Linked DNA regions of Zea mays: region 1 is linked to region 2. The links are chromatin contacts, called in public Hi-C maps. All regions are on one chromosome and are shown on one strand. The core of a region is the stretch at or near the end of the contact, and the rest is flanking DNA. Distances in the headings are between cores, read along the strand shown. Region 1 holds the start of LOC103638720 (transcription initiation factor TFIID subunit 1). Region 2 holds the start of LOC100274790.

Region 1 (7,279 bases), core at 1,407-3,906, 210 kb before region 2:
TTGTTTGGTAATGAAATAGATAAGTAAGATTAACTATACGCATAAGATAACTTACGTCAATGTCTTTGAGAGATGGACCAAGCTTATCTGCCAGTGCAAAAAGGTGTTCCTTTGCATCCTGAGTTAAGCAAAATAAAAGTATAAATAAATGCAACATCCAAATTGCATTATAAACATAACTAAACAATAAACAATGACTTTGTTTCCTGCAGACAATGGAAAAACAATAAAACCAAAGTACCCTAAGGTTTAGCAACTAACCTTTATTCTGGCTAAAATTTAGTGAGTTCTACTAACTATTATTCAAAAAACATCCAAATTACGAGAAAATTACAATGCATGGACTGAGAAATTTGGTTTCGTCGCATTGAATTTCCCTATCTCATCATTTCCAGAACTCAAATTAAATTAATTTAATCAGAGGAATATGGTTCTTATAGTGATGATGGTTCCTATAAAGCAACCGAGCACCCTAAAACACAAGTCTAAGGATCAAAATGTTAAGAAAAAGAGAACCAACAAAGAAGTTAAATCTGTATAAAATCATGACCAATTGAGAATGCACTAAGATCAAAAACAGATACAGATATCAGACATCCACACAATTGAAAAGGTGAAACGAATAAAATGAATGTCATCTCCTAGAGACAGACACATGAAATAAAATAATAAAAACAACAAAAAACAGGACATTTGCATGTCAACAAAAACAGATAAAGAAGTGTCTACCTCATCAAGATAGTCAGCATCTAAATCACCAGAATCATCTACATTGCCGAACATAAACCCCAATAAGTGATTTCCTCCACCAGGCTCCTCATAATCCTCGTCGTCATCGTCATCTGTAAGGATGACAACAGTAATAACTAATAAGTAAGATGGGGTTATTCAAACAAACTCATTGCTAGTTTCAATCAATCAATTGCACTTAGCTTCAAATGAGTCCAGTTTTGGAGTGACCTCAGGAAATTGTTAAGATAACTAAGAATCTGAGGGTTAATGATGACATAATGCATTCCCAAACAGAGGGTTACATGTTTTCAGTATTATTAAAATGCAGCATCGGAGAATCGCAATGCTAGTTTCAACCAACATTTCATCAAATTAATTTCAACACGTCACATAAAATACAGAAGACCATCATGGAACCATTAACCCTGCAGAGGATCATCTTCATACTCAAAACCATTTTGCAGTTTTATGGTTCTCAAAGCCTGACTCTAAAGGTTGCAACTTCACAATTACAAGCCCATAGCAGATCAGCATGCTAACCACCTCATCTTACATGGGTGCTACCTGTAGCTCCAGCAACTAAAATTTTCCACACATAAAAAAAGAACATTTAATCCTATATAGCACCAAACAGCATGCCATCGGCTTATCAAATCCCATTTGTAAACAGGCACCACAGATCCGTGCACAAAGCCCAGCAAATACACTAGCTAACATAGCACACCCAACACATCAGAGCCCAGCTATTTGACAACCCTAATCGGCCCGACATCGGCACTTGCACCAACACCAAACCAAAAGCATAACTGGTTGTGATGAAGTCCTGGGCATCGTCAAGCTCACCTACGGCACTATTGGTTGGGTTCTCCTCTTCATGGAGCTCGCTGTCGTCCATGGCTGCAGATGTCGCTGTCCCCTACCGCCTCCACAGGCCGCGACGACACCAGTAGCTACAAACCCTAGGCCGTCGCACCCTCAGGCTCCTAATTGGCGTCTTCCCTCGCAAAATCTAGAAACGCAGGGCCAGATTGGATGGAGTGAATAAAAATCTCAAGGTGTAGCGTAAATGGCGAGGCCAAGCCAGAGGCGGGGGAGACCGGGCGACTTCTGCCAGGTCTCCGCAGGATTTTTTGTCACGTAGGCAGTAGCGGAGGACGATTTTTTTTGGTATGGCTCCTTCTGCGACCTCAGTCTCGCCGGCAACGCCTCCTCCGACCTGAGCGCCGCGCCGTTCAAGATCAGCACCAGGAACCGGAAGCTGTTCCTCCTCAGCCCAGTGGGGCACGACCACTGCGGGGGCAGAGACCAGAAGCCGGGGGCGACTGGAGACCGGAGGCCGGGGGCCGGATGCGGAGATGGCCAGGTGGGCTGAGGGCAGAGGCCGCCCACGGCGGGCGGAGGCCGGAAGCCGGTGGGCGGTGGGCGGGCGGGTGGAGGCTGGAGCCGGACCGCGGTCCGCGGGTCGCGACGGAGGAGGACGGCGGGCGGGTGGAGGCTGGAGCCGGACCGCGGTCCGTGGGTCGACGGCAGAGGTCTGTGACCGCGGCGGCGGGTGACGGGGCGGAGGCTGCCTGGGTTGAAGTCGTGGAGAAAGGGCGAGGCGCTTGGGCCAGATGGATAATGGGCCCTCCGCCCCTGCACGTAGAGAACTGCGTCAACGGACTGATTGATCTTCAAGCGCAAGATCAGCGGGGTAGCGCGGAGCCCTGCTTCGTTTCTGGCGACGACGAGAAGCGGCGCGGCGGTGGCGGTGGCGGTGGCGGTGGCGGACGAGCGGAGAGGAGGGTCGTGGGGGCTAGATGGAGAGCAAAGCGGAGGGCAGGGAGGGGCTGGGGCGCCGACTGCGGCGCCGGCGCGTGCCGGGCGCCGAGAGGCGGGCCAGGCCGGGCCGAAAAGAATTTGCGGCCCATAACGGAGAACGAGCACGAGCAATCGGGTCGACTATCCCAGTAAAATAAGGCGCGGTAGCCCATAAACGTATAAAAGAAATCTCTACAACTATTAAGAGCCTAATGTAGACTGCCCCCGCCTCCCCCACGCCCGCCCTCCGCAATCCCCAACCGCCCTCCGCAATCCCCTACCGCCCGCCGTGATCCCCGCCGCCGCGGCAGCCGCCCTCCGCAACCTCTGCCTAGATAAGGATAGGGGCCCCCCGCCTCCCCCACGCCCGCCCGCCGCAATCCCCAACCGCCCTCCGCAATCCCCTACCGCCCGCCGTGATCCCCGCCGCCGCGGCAGCCGCCCTCCGCAACCTCTACCTAGATAAGGATAGGGGGCGCCCTCCTCCCTCGATCATCCGCACTTGTGTAGCCATCGCGCCATCTACACCGGCCACCGCCACACGGAGGTTCGCCTCTGGCCTTGCGGCTTACGACCTCGAGGTGACCGAGCCCGCGGGCTCCATGACGACAACGGTGACGCCGGAGGCAAAGATGGCGGCGCAGCAGCAGGCCCCCGCGTCGCGCTCCTCCTCCCGACCTCGCCGTCGAGTCCCTATTCCCGCCGGACCTCGATATCTTCGCAGGCCGCTGGACCCCGCCGGGGCGGGTGACCGATGCAGTGCGCTCTCGATCCGTGCAGAGCGCAGGTGGTTGGAGAGGTCCCCTCGCCGCTGCGAGCGCCTCCAGGAGCAAGGCGCCGACGGAGGAGGCCGCGTCCGGAGCTGGGCCCATGTACGTGAAGGTGAGCTTGTAGGTAGCGCTTACTGCATAGAATTGGATTGGATTGTATTTTGCTCTCCTATACTAGCAGACGCAGCCAGAGCTAGCATGAACAGGGACCGGGACAGTTGGACAGGGTCAGAGGAGAGGAGAGGAGATGAGCCGATCCTTTGCTACCTTTTCTCCCTTTTCCATGAATCTCCATCTTCCTCCTACCTGGTCTAGGTTGTTTGGTTCGTTTCAGAGGAGGGCTGGGACCCGGACCGCTTACTTCCCCTCCTCCTCTGATGATGATCCATTAATGCCACAGCTCATGTGTGGTGTGGCTGTGACTTGTGATGAGTGAGCGTGCCCCTTCTTCCTCCTCCAGCCTCCAGCTCCAGGTGCGGTGTGAGGTCCCGCTCCTGCTCCTGTCCTACCAGCGTACTACTCCAGTAGTACAGTGGAGTAGCCGAGTGCATTTAATAGCTGGACACAACATTTTACCTGAGACACATGTATTTCCAGGCTGTTTCTCATCAGTATCATATACTTCTTTCACTTTTCAGCTTCTGTGGGTGAACCTCATAATGGACACACTTGGAGCTCTTGCATTAGCAACCGAGCCTCCAACAGACAACCTTATGAAGAGAAATCCTGTTGGTCGAAGGCATGTCAAATGATCCAAAATTTCTTGTTGACAACATTGTGTCCAATACCTATATACTATGCTTTTTGAATTTGGAAACATTTTTACCCATACTTTTCTACTGCAGGGAACCTCTTGTTACAAATATCATGTGGAGAAACTTGTTTGTTCAGGTTAGTATTCCTTCATTATACAATTGGATTCTGTTAAAAACTCTTTGTTGTTCTGATATGTTTGGAATTTTACACAGGCCCTTTACCAAGTAGCAATTCTTCTGATTTTCGATTTTGATGGAGTAAGGATTCTGCGTCTGCAGAATGAAAGCCGATCTGATGCTGAGAAGGTAACAAATACTTTCATCTTCAACACATTTGTATTTTGCCAGTGGAGTATTTGTTCTTCAATAATTTAAGAATCATAACAGAACATTAGTGGACGAATCTTGCTTCACCTTTTAGACAAATACATACTGACATTGGATTGTTCCCAAAAGAAAAGAATCAATATTAAGTTGACTATAAATTGATAGTAGTTTTCCCCCAAAAGGGACTAATGTGTACCCTAGCATTGATACTACATGGATATTTTTCTTCACGTAAGGACTCGTTATAAGCTATTCATTGCTTTACCATAGTCGAATTTCAGGTATGGCATAAGTTATGTGGAAGCTGGTTATATGCGCTTCACTTGGTCTGTTTTTGGTCAATTTTCAGTGACTCACTATTTTTCTTTGCATTTTGGTTTGTTCCAGTAATTTAATGTGGCCAGCTTTAACCTCCTAGAATCTAGGCCCTTGACTGACCATATATTAACCTGTTGTCTTGCTTGTACGAAGTTGAACCATACCAGAGTGAATTTGCTATGAAAATATAGATTATTTTGATGATTTATGGCCCGTGTTAACTCCATGTAGATCTGGAACGAAGGTTTGAGTTAACTTGGGTGTGTTTTTTATGCCAGATCTTCAATGAGTTCAATGCACGAAAACCCGAGGAAAAGAATGTCTTCAAAGGGGTCACGAAGAATCACCTGTTCATGGGAATAATCGGTATAACGACAGTATTTCAGGTAACAGACGATATAGATTCTCTCCATTGGTATCACCTCTGTCCATGGTTATAAAGTTGCTCTCGTCTTTGGCAGATACTGATAATTCAGTTCCTGGGGAAGTTCTTCAAAATAGTGAGGCTTGGTTGGAGACTGGTTGGTTTCAGTTGCTATCGGCCTTGTGAGGTATGCACTGTCCAAGTTTTCTGTGATATCTTGAGAAAAAACACGTTTGTGATGCTTATATGTTAGAAATGACCAGCCCTGTGCAATTTGATTTCATATGGCTGGTTGGCATATAGTGAGATCAATTGAAACGTCTGTACTTTTGTGTTTCAATTTTTTATATGTTTTAAGTTGTTGACGGCTGCATATTTTCCATTGCAGACATTTCTTCATCAGCTTTCATTCGACCCCTGCCACTGATTGACTTTGTGATGGAGATTCTGAACAAAGATAACAGGACCTTTAGAAGTATTACTTCCATGGATCTTGTCAAGGTAGGCATTTTTCCCACACAAAGAGCATTGTAGACTGCCCCCGCCTCCCCCACGCCCGCCCTCCGCAATCCCCAACCGCCCTCCGCAATCCCCTACCGCCTGCCGTGATCCCCGCCGCCGCGGCAGCCGCCCTCCGCAACCTCTGCCTAGATAAGGATAGGGGCCCCCGCCTCCCCCACGCCCGCCCGCCGCAATCCCCAACCGCCCTCCGCAATCCCCTACCGCCCGCTATGATCCCACACAAAGAGCATTGTGCATGATCACACTTGTGATGGATGAGGCTTGAGTTTGCAGCTCAAGAAAGCCCTCAAGGGTGTGAGGATTGAAGTCACACACCGAGGAGACACACGCCAGAAGTACCGGATTGCCAGCTTCACAAACAGTCCTCCATCTTCACAGTTGTAGGACCTCACGCTTTTTCCTATGTTGAATATATCAATAGAACATCCTAGCCTGCCCAGTTCAGAAATGTCGGGATCAACTTCTTGCAGTTATTGTTTATTTTAATATTTTTTTCTTCAAATCAACAGCTTTGAATCATCTGCTGGAGTTCAGAAGTCCGTAGCAGATTACTTCAGAGAGGCATACCATCTGGAAATGCACTATGATTTTCTCCCATGCCTCCAAGTTGGCAGTGATCAGAGGCCGAATTACCTCCCTATGGAGGTTTGCTAACTATGAACTTGGACTAACCTTAGCCTATGCTTCAGGACTCTTTTACCTTCTATAGTCTGCTCTTGTTTCTTAATTTCCATTTGGATTTCAGGTTTGCAAGATAGTAGCTGAACAGAAATACCGGAAGAAGTTGGAAGGCCAACAGGTCTCTAAACTAATGGACTCCACCTGCCAGCGCCCATCTCTCCGCGAGGACAACATTTGTCAGGTTCTTGCTATTTCTGTATTTTTTTGTGTTTTATCTGATTAAACTATTGGAAAACAAACTTAAAGCTCTCTAAATTCCTTTTGCTTAGATTGTTGAGCAAAATGACTACAATAAAACTGAGCGTGCAAGTGAATTTGGCATGGAGGTTGATTATCGTCCTACTTCAGTTCAGGCTAGAGTTCTGCCAGCTCCCACTGTAATCCTTCTTCCATATGTCATTCTGTTTTGTTTTGTTTTTGCAAATCTGATGCATTTTTTAATAATAATAATAATAACCATGTTCTATTTTTTGTTTATGTAGCTGAAGTACCGTGGCACTGGATCTGACAGTTTCTGTTGTCCAAAGGATGGTTAGTGGAACATGATAAAAAAGGTATGCCATGAACATCTGAACAATCATTAACATTGTAGCAATAGTAGATATCATTTTGAAAACCTTATTCAATTCAATGTGCGATAAACATAGTATTATGTCTATGGATAAGTAAATTCTTTCCATGGTAAATATCATGATTTATAGGAGAAGCTTGACCGGGTTGCTTGAGTTTTGTTCTCTCTATGCTAGGGTAGCTACATAGGCTCGCTACATGTTCACTGAAGTGGAATGATGGAATTTTTGTGATTGTAAATTTATGTTACTAATTTTATTATTTGTCTACACATTCTATTTTATTATGTGCAGCAAGTAGTAGATGGTGCAAGGGTGGGCAACTGGGCTTGCGTTAACTTTTGTCAAGAGTTGCGTGCAGATGGTGTTGGTAAATTTTGCTCTCATCTGGTTAAGTGGTCTCGCACTACTGGAGTGGTAATATACATTTACGTTTGCTTT
Region 2 (6,969 bases), core at 4,272-6,771:
CTCTGCGCGTCTAGTGGTAATTCCATGACCTATAACCGCAGTAGTTCTTGGTATTATAGGGTTGAAAATTTTGTTTTGCGCTAGTGTAGCCTCCCTGTAATCCTACACACACCGCATGCATTAGGCTTCTCTTGGTCAAGTGAAAGTCTACGACTTGTTACTCTTGGTGATCGGCATCACCTAGACGGCTTGGTGGCGTTGGGAGCTCGGTGCTCACCTTGGAGACCTTGTTGGTGACCCGGCTCAAGGTTGTAAGCGGTCGTGAGGGATCCACCGCGCCGGAGTGGCAAAGGATCATCTCATAGTGAGCACTTGGTTCTTGCGAGGACCAAGAGGGAGCGATACACTTGCGCGGGTGCTCCAACGAGGACTAGGGGAGAGTGCCGACTCTTCGATACCTCGAGAAAAATTGGAGGAGTCTTCTAAACCTTGCTTTACATTCCGCACTTAATTAAAGCATTTTACATTGTGTATTTGTTTAGCAAGTATTTGAAGTATTGTCTTACCATTGTTCTATTTCTAGTAGTATTCCCTTATTACTAGTTGTTGGGGTGAAGTTGGGCTCTTGCTTAGGGTTTAATTATGATTGAATTTTAGAAAAGCTCAATTCACCCCCCCTCTTGAGCATCGTGATCCTTTCACACACCAATAGTACGCCTTTTTTAAACCCTGCAGTAATGTTGTACTACTCCATCCAGCATGTGCTACTGTGCTTCCACTTCCTGCATGTCCACAGCTAGCAACACATCATAATATATGTAAAGTAGATATAAGTGATATAGACGGACAACTTTAATTACATCTATGTTTTAATGCATTTTACTCTCTCGTTTTTATACATGTATTTGATTTTTGATATAACACACTCTGTTGTAGCCTACCGATTCATAACATAATTTATTCATAACAATGTAATAAAACACTGCTAACTAATCTTACAATGTGATTTGTAGCAGTATGTTTTATATCACATGATACATTTTTTCCATGTATGCTTGGTCGTTCTCGAAAAGTTTGAAGGACTTTAATTTACATGTGACAGTCTAAATATGAAGTATACTTCCGCTCAAGTCATGTATCTCTTGCTGCAAAAGGTGTCGTCAGTCGGTCATTCAGACTGTCAGCCATGAAGTTGCGTTGGCCAGTCGGTCAGCACAAATTGTACCGCTGGTGTGCAAGCATTTATTGTGCCACTAACAAATATATGTATGAGTTAAATGAGAAAAGTCGGTGCCATGATCCATGACGCCGATGTGTTGGCCACGTGAGCGCCAGCTCACTCCGTGCACGCCAGCAAGGCTAGCACCTCGTCGCCATGAGTTGTGGTGCCGAGCAGTGTTATCTCGGCGCCACGAACTATGGCGTCGAGCAAAGAGTTTAAAAACGGGAATACTTTCTTTCGAGGTTTAAATATAATTTTTTTGAAAAGAATGCTAAAATACAAAAAAAATCGGTCGCACGTCTCGGCGGAGCATCCGGTTCCAAGTTCCGGCCACCCTCGTTTACATCGATAGACTTTTGCTTTGCATTGAAGGCCTTTTTCTTTTTTGCCTCAACGCGGACATGCCGCAGCGGGTGCTTTTCCCTCCGTCCTACGGCTTCGGTCTTCCTGTCTGGCCGTCGCTCGCCCGTTCCCTAACCTTTCCCTTTCGGCCGCGCGTGTATCTGATCTGCTGGCTGGATCATCGAACGAAACCGTATCCAGTTTGCCGCGACTGCGAGGCCGTCCAGACTCCAGAGCGTCAAAAGCGTGTAGCATTGTATTGCGGTTGGACGAGAAGGCCCGCGTTAAGGCACTTGCGATCGGTCGCTCTGCGACGTTTGACGTGGATGCGCCGTCGCCGGTCAAACCTTCTCGTGGTACTCTCCGCAGCAGGCTAGTGTTGGTAGGTCTGGACAAAATACTTGTGTCTCGTTGGTTTGCTTGATTCGTGGTCAGTTCGGTTTAGATTGACTCGTTTGAATTTTTTTCATGAGCAAAGTACATATCTTAGCTCGGATCGTTAATGAGCCAACTCGCGAGCTAAACAAGCTATCACATTTCAGCAAAACGAAACTATATACATATTATTTACGTAACAATAACAATTGATGAATTATGTTATATGTATATGTGGTGTCTATGAAATATGAGTTAAATTAATGATTAATGAATTGTGTATATGTGTTAAATTGGTCTATGAGTATAACTATGGATTAAACTGATAAACATACGTATGAATTGTGAATTGATAAGTGCTGAGTTATGCCAATTTGGTGCTACACTAATGTGATCTTTGAAACTGTGAGTATAATTAATATTTTCTATTATTAAATTAGTTTGAAATAATATATATATATATATATATATATATATATATATTGCTTTTCTGCTCTGTCTCACGAGCTAAACGAGACAGCTCGAACTCGAACGAGTCGAGCTGAGTTGGCTCGATATCCAACACTAAGTGCTGGTGTGCCAACAAGAACATTGGGCAGATTATGGCTCTGAGCCTCTGACTCTCTGTTGTCATGTTGTGTACTTTCTCAATTGATCTTGCTGTACGTACGTAATATTTTTCTCAAAATCATGTGGTAGATGTCTCCTCTCTCTTTTATAAAGCGCACATACGCATGAATGGTTAAATTTTAAACCTTTGATCAATGATTTAATTAATAATTTATAGTTATTAAAACAGCATATGTTTATATTTATAACTAAATCTACTATCCAGTTAATATAAGTCTGTAAATATAAATAATATAGAAAAAATAAATAGATAGTTAATAATAATTGAAGAGACCGTGTCATGTTATCTCTTGTAAAAGAGAATGACGGAGCAGTAATTAGATAAAGATACATTTGCCGAAACAGGCATGAGTTCCTTTCAGGCTCTGACAGTGAATTCGAGTGTACTCTAGTTGTTTGGATAGGATATTAGGCTGCCCGCAGTCGCGCGCTCCACGCAAAACTGTATCGAGATAGCGTTTACTCTTCAACTGCAGCGGTCAACTGTATCCGTGACTGCACCGTCGCCGAGGCATGGCAAAACTTCAAATGTAGCGTTCTACCAGCGGCTGCGCTATCCTCTCGGCGTGGCTCCTCTCCGTTGGCGGCATGCAAGGCAGCAGGTGCGGCAGTTCGTCTGTACTGGTAGTTGGGTGGGAAAGGGTAGAGAATGAAAAAAGAAATAATATAATATATGGTAGTTGATATAGAGTTGAGATATGGAGTAAATATGACTGTGGAGAATTGTGGTATAGAGTAAAGAATTTTGCTGACAAGGATAGAATATTCTTTTTAGGGTAGAAATTTAGAGTTGAATGAGTGCGGATAGCCTTACTCTGCCTCTGTCCAATGGGCGACTGGCGAGCGCCGCAGATTAGCCGCACGGCGATGATGGAGCTGGAGTTGAGCTGACGTGGTGCACGCCTTTGACCGTCAGTACTCATGCAACTCAACAAGTATCTCTTTCCAGTTGAGCATGAGGTGCATGCTCTTTCGAGTGCAGGGCAACCTTATCCGCCGCCGAGGCGCCGACATCACCAAGTTCTTGCTATCTTGTGTGAATTATTATTTTATATTATAGATTATATTATTTATAAATTAAAGTTTGAAATAAAAAAGCAAAATAGGGATTTAAATAAGAAGACTGATGAAAATAGCCTAAGTCACATGTGCTGTCATAGTTATCAATACACGGTTCATTTCGATCGTTTTTGTACGTTTTGTTTTCTACCCACATGGGAAATCTACTTTTTCACGTGACGGCAGATAAAAAGCACGCCTCCGTTTTTAGTCCCTTTTCTGTTCGGACGTGGAAAATCCACATTTTTGTGTGACCAAGGATCAAAAAATTGTCTCCTTTTCTTAAAAGTTGTTTATCTATTTAAAATGTATTAATTCTTTATGACCATCTTTTTTTAATTTTGTTTGCACGGATACATTCCATTATGATAAAAATCAAAACAAACATACTCATGTTGCATATGTGTTGGCACCGATCTAGACACCATTCACTGCGATGAGTATCGGCGACGTCCTCTCTAGTCTCTGCGGAAGCGCGGACGGTCCGTGACGTAGCGCAGAGGCTAGGGTTTTTGTCGACGAGCCGGACGGTTCGTATCTAATGGTCGGGTGGTCCACGCCTGGATCTCGCTCCCGAGAGAGACCCCATCGGGAAGGAGAGAATCTAGGGTTTGTCTTGGGTCAGCAGGCCAAAAGGTAAAGAACAAAAAATAAATTTATTATTGATTCGATTGTTACTATTTTAATCGGTTGTACCCATTCAAATATATAGGGGTAAGGTCTAGACCCGTTCCTAGTCGTCCTCCAACAGCTCCCGCGAGATTAGAGGGATAAAACACGAGGATATAGGAGTTTAATCGCCTGATCTATTCCTACCGCGGATCGCCCGTGCCTATGGTCGGACTGTCTGCAAGACGGATCGTCCAGGCCTCAATGACGGACCGTCCGGTAATGCCCAGTGACACTAATAGTGCTCAACAATATGTTTTGAAATAGTTTAATATGTGATTATAAAAGCTTGTACCTAATAGCACACTTGTTGAAATATGGTAGTGCAATTTTTCAAAATCAAGAGTACAAAGTTTCGAATTACAAAGTTGTATTCTAGATGTACGAGTTTTAGATCTCCAGGTGGGATATTTGAAATGGGCTTGTATAAAGTTCCTAAACTTAGGTGTAGAGTTTTAAAATACTAAAGTTTTAAACATAACAATGCAAAATTATAATGCGATAGCTCAAGGCAAACAAATTTACAGTGCAAAGTTTTAGATCTGGAAGTATAATGTTGGATATAACAATTAGAAAAGTTTCAAACTTGTGATTTCAAAGTTTTCAATGTGCAAAGAGAGAGTTTTTTTTACCTGCAAGGTGTTTTAGGATTTAAGATTTTTTAAATATTTAGACATAGATTATCTAAAAAATTGTGGATTCGTCCGTTCAGGTGCTTTAACGTTCGATGGCTAATGAATGAAAGTTTGATCGAAGAAATGCTTTGGTAGAGACTAGAGAGGGCGCGTGCGGATCCTATGATCCTATCGGCAGCAACGCCGAGCCCGAGATCGTCCTGCCACTTCCGCCGCGGGGACCTGCACTGTACCACCCTACCCCGAAACGTGGGCCCCACGCCGCCAGACAGGCCCTCCAAGGCCTCCGCCGCGGAAATCCCCGGACAGCCCCCGTCTCACCCCACGCGTAACGGCTCCTTCCGCTGTCCCTCGCGCGTGGACCCACCTCTCAGTCCCTTGCAACTCACGCCGTCGCCCGCCCGCCCGCCCGCCAGCCCGCCTTACCCCACGCGTAACGGCTCCTTCCGCTGTCCCTCGCGCGTGGACCCACCTCTCAGTCGCTTGCAACTCACGCCGTCGCCCGCCCGCCAGCCCGCCTTACCCCACACCCCACGCGGCCCCGGCCGCCTGTCCTTATCCGTCCTTTTCCCGCCCGACTCAGGCGCAGCGCAGCGCGGCGCGGGCCGCCTCCTTATTAAAGCGAACTGCTACCTCCCCCTTGCCTCCAACGCAAAACCACTTTTCCTTCACGCATCGCAACGCATCTACACTTCCCAAAACGCAGCAGCACTTCTTTCCTCCACTTCCCAAATCGCAGAAGGACCAGGGAACAGAAGAGACCCTTCGTTTTCAGTCCGGAACTGGCGAGATCAATGGACGCCGCCGGGGAGGCCTCGTCGCCGTCGTCCCCGTCGAAGCTGCGGGACAAGCTGCGGACCACGGTGTGCTGTTGCTTCGGCGCGGGCGGCGGCCCGGAGAGGACGAGGTGGCGGCGGCGGGGCGCGGCCGCGGCCGCGGGCGAGTTCCGCTACGACGCGCTCAGCTACGCGCTCAACTTCGACGAGGGCGACGACGACGACGCGTACGCGGACCCCGCCGCGGTCTTCCGGTACAGGAACTTCAACGCGCGCCTCCCGTCCTCGCCGGCCGCCGCTGCCGCGGTTGGGACCCAGCGGCAACACACCACGGCCATCGCCTAGAACGTAGAACGTGATGGCTCTCCTGTAATTTTTTTGGCCGACTTCTGTAATTTTTTTGGGCCCCCTCCTTTAACTGTACGATCTACTAAACGAGCGACAGAGTTCTTAAGCTCCTCTGTGCAGCGACGTACTCTAGCGCGTTTTATGTATATAGTATTATTACTCTTGTCATAGTACCAGCATTCAGAGTGTTCCATCAGATTGGAAGTGGCGGTGATGAACCCTAGAAATCGGGGATTCGATTCCAGAAAGAAATATCTCCTCGCCGAGAATCTCCTCTGTTTATCCGTTAGATGTCTTTTGTCTGAGATAAAGCAAAAAAATCTCCTTCGGAATGGAAAAAAAGATCTGCTGCTACATATGGACGCGCGTGTGATCGACGAAGCTAGCGGATTTTGCGGCTGGTGACGAAGCCGTGATGAAGTTGTAGGGGAAAGAAAGCAATGCGAATGATCCGCTGTCGCGTTGCTGACTCATGAGTCCACTTGGTTGTTGGGACTTGGGAGTACTAGTTGACGTAGCACCCGTGTCTCGTCCCCTCCAAAAAAAAAGCTTAATTAATTCTTTGTAAGATGATATTAATATTTGTATCTTTAAATAATTTACTATAAAAATGTATAATATAATTTCTCTAATAATATTTATTTAAGATCATAAATACTAATATAATTTTATATGTTACTCTGATATGGATAAGGATGGCAAGGAGAAAATTCCCGTCGGGAATAACTCCCATCCACGTCGTCGCTAAAAAAAATCTCCACTATAATCCTTACGAAGGTTTGCATGGAACAGTTTTTTCCATTCATGTTTCCCGCTGGAATAAATCCTGATAAGGCCTTGTTCGGTTACATGGGATATAATCCCATCATGGATTTAATCCGGGTATGGATTGGGTGAATCCATATCTCACACCCAATCCCATGGTGGGATTAAATCCATCAACAAATCCATGTGACTTTCAAAGCTAGTTATT

Evidence for each region. A called contact is a pair of places that touch in the nucleus more often than the background predicts.
Region 1: a Hi-C map of leaf shows a contact between it and region 2, with 7 times the contacts expected there. The contact joins the promoter of LOC103638720 here to the promoter of LOC100274790 in region 2. A contact is called at or near these places in 9 of 25 Hi-C or Micro-C datasets (bundle sheath, ear, endosperm and 3 more).

The regions. Positions count from the first base shown.
Region 1 is chr9:98,681,013-98,688,291 of Zm-B73-REFERENCE-NAM-5.0, reverse strand. LOC103638720 (transcription initiation factor TFIID subunit 1) reads right to left here and starts at 2,656. Exons shown (of 21, transcript XM_008661557.2): 1 at 1,576-2,656; 2 at 730-842; 3 at 56-118. The coding sequence starts at 1,627. LOC103638719 (calcium-transporting ATPase 5, plasma membrane-type) reads left to right here and starts at 3,915. Exons shown (of 3, transcript XM_020544092.2): 1 at 3,915-4,041; 2 at 4,148-4,193; 3 at 4,271-4,447. The coding sequence starts at 3,962. The coding sequence ends at 4,432.
Region 2 is chr9:98,475,226-98,482,194 of Zm-B73-REFERENCE-NAM-5.0, reverse strand. LOC100274790 reads left to right here and starts at 5,521. Exons shown (of 1, transcript NM_001149071.2): 1 at 5,521-6,164. The coding sequence starts at 5,667. The coding sequence ends at 5,993.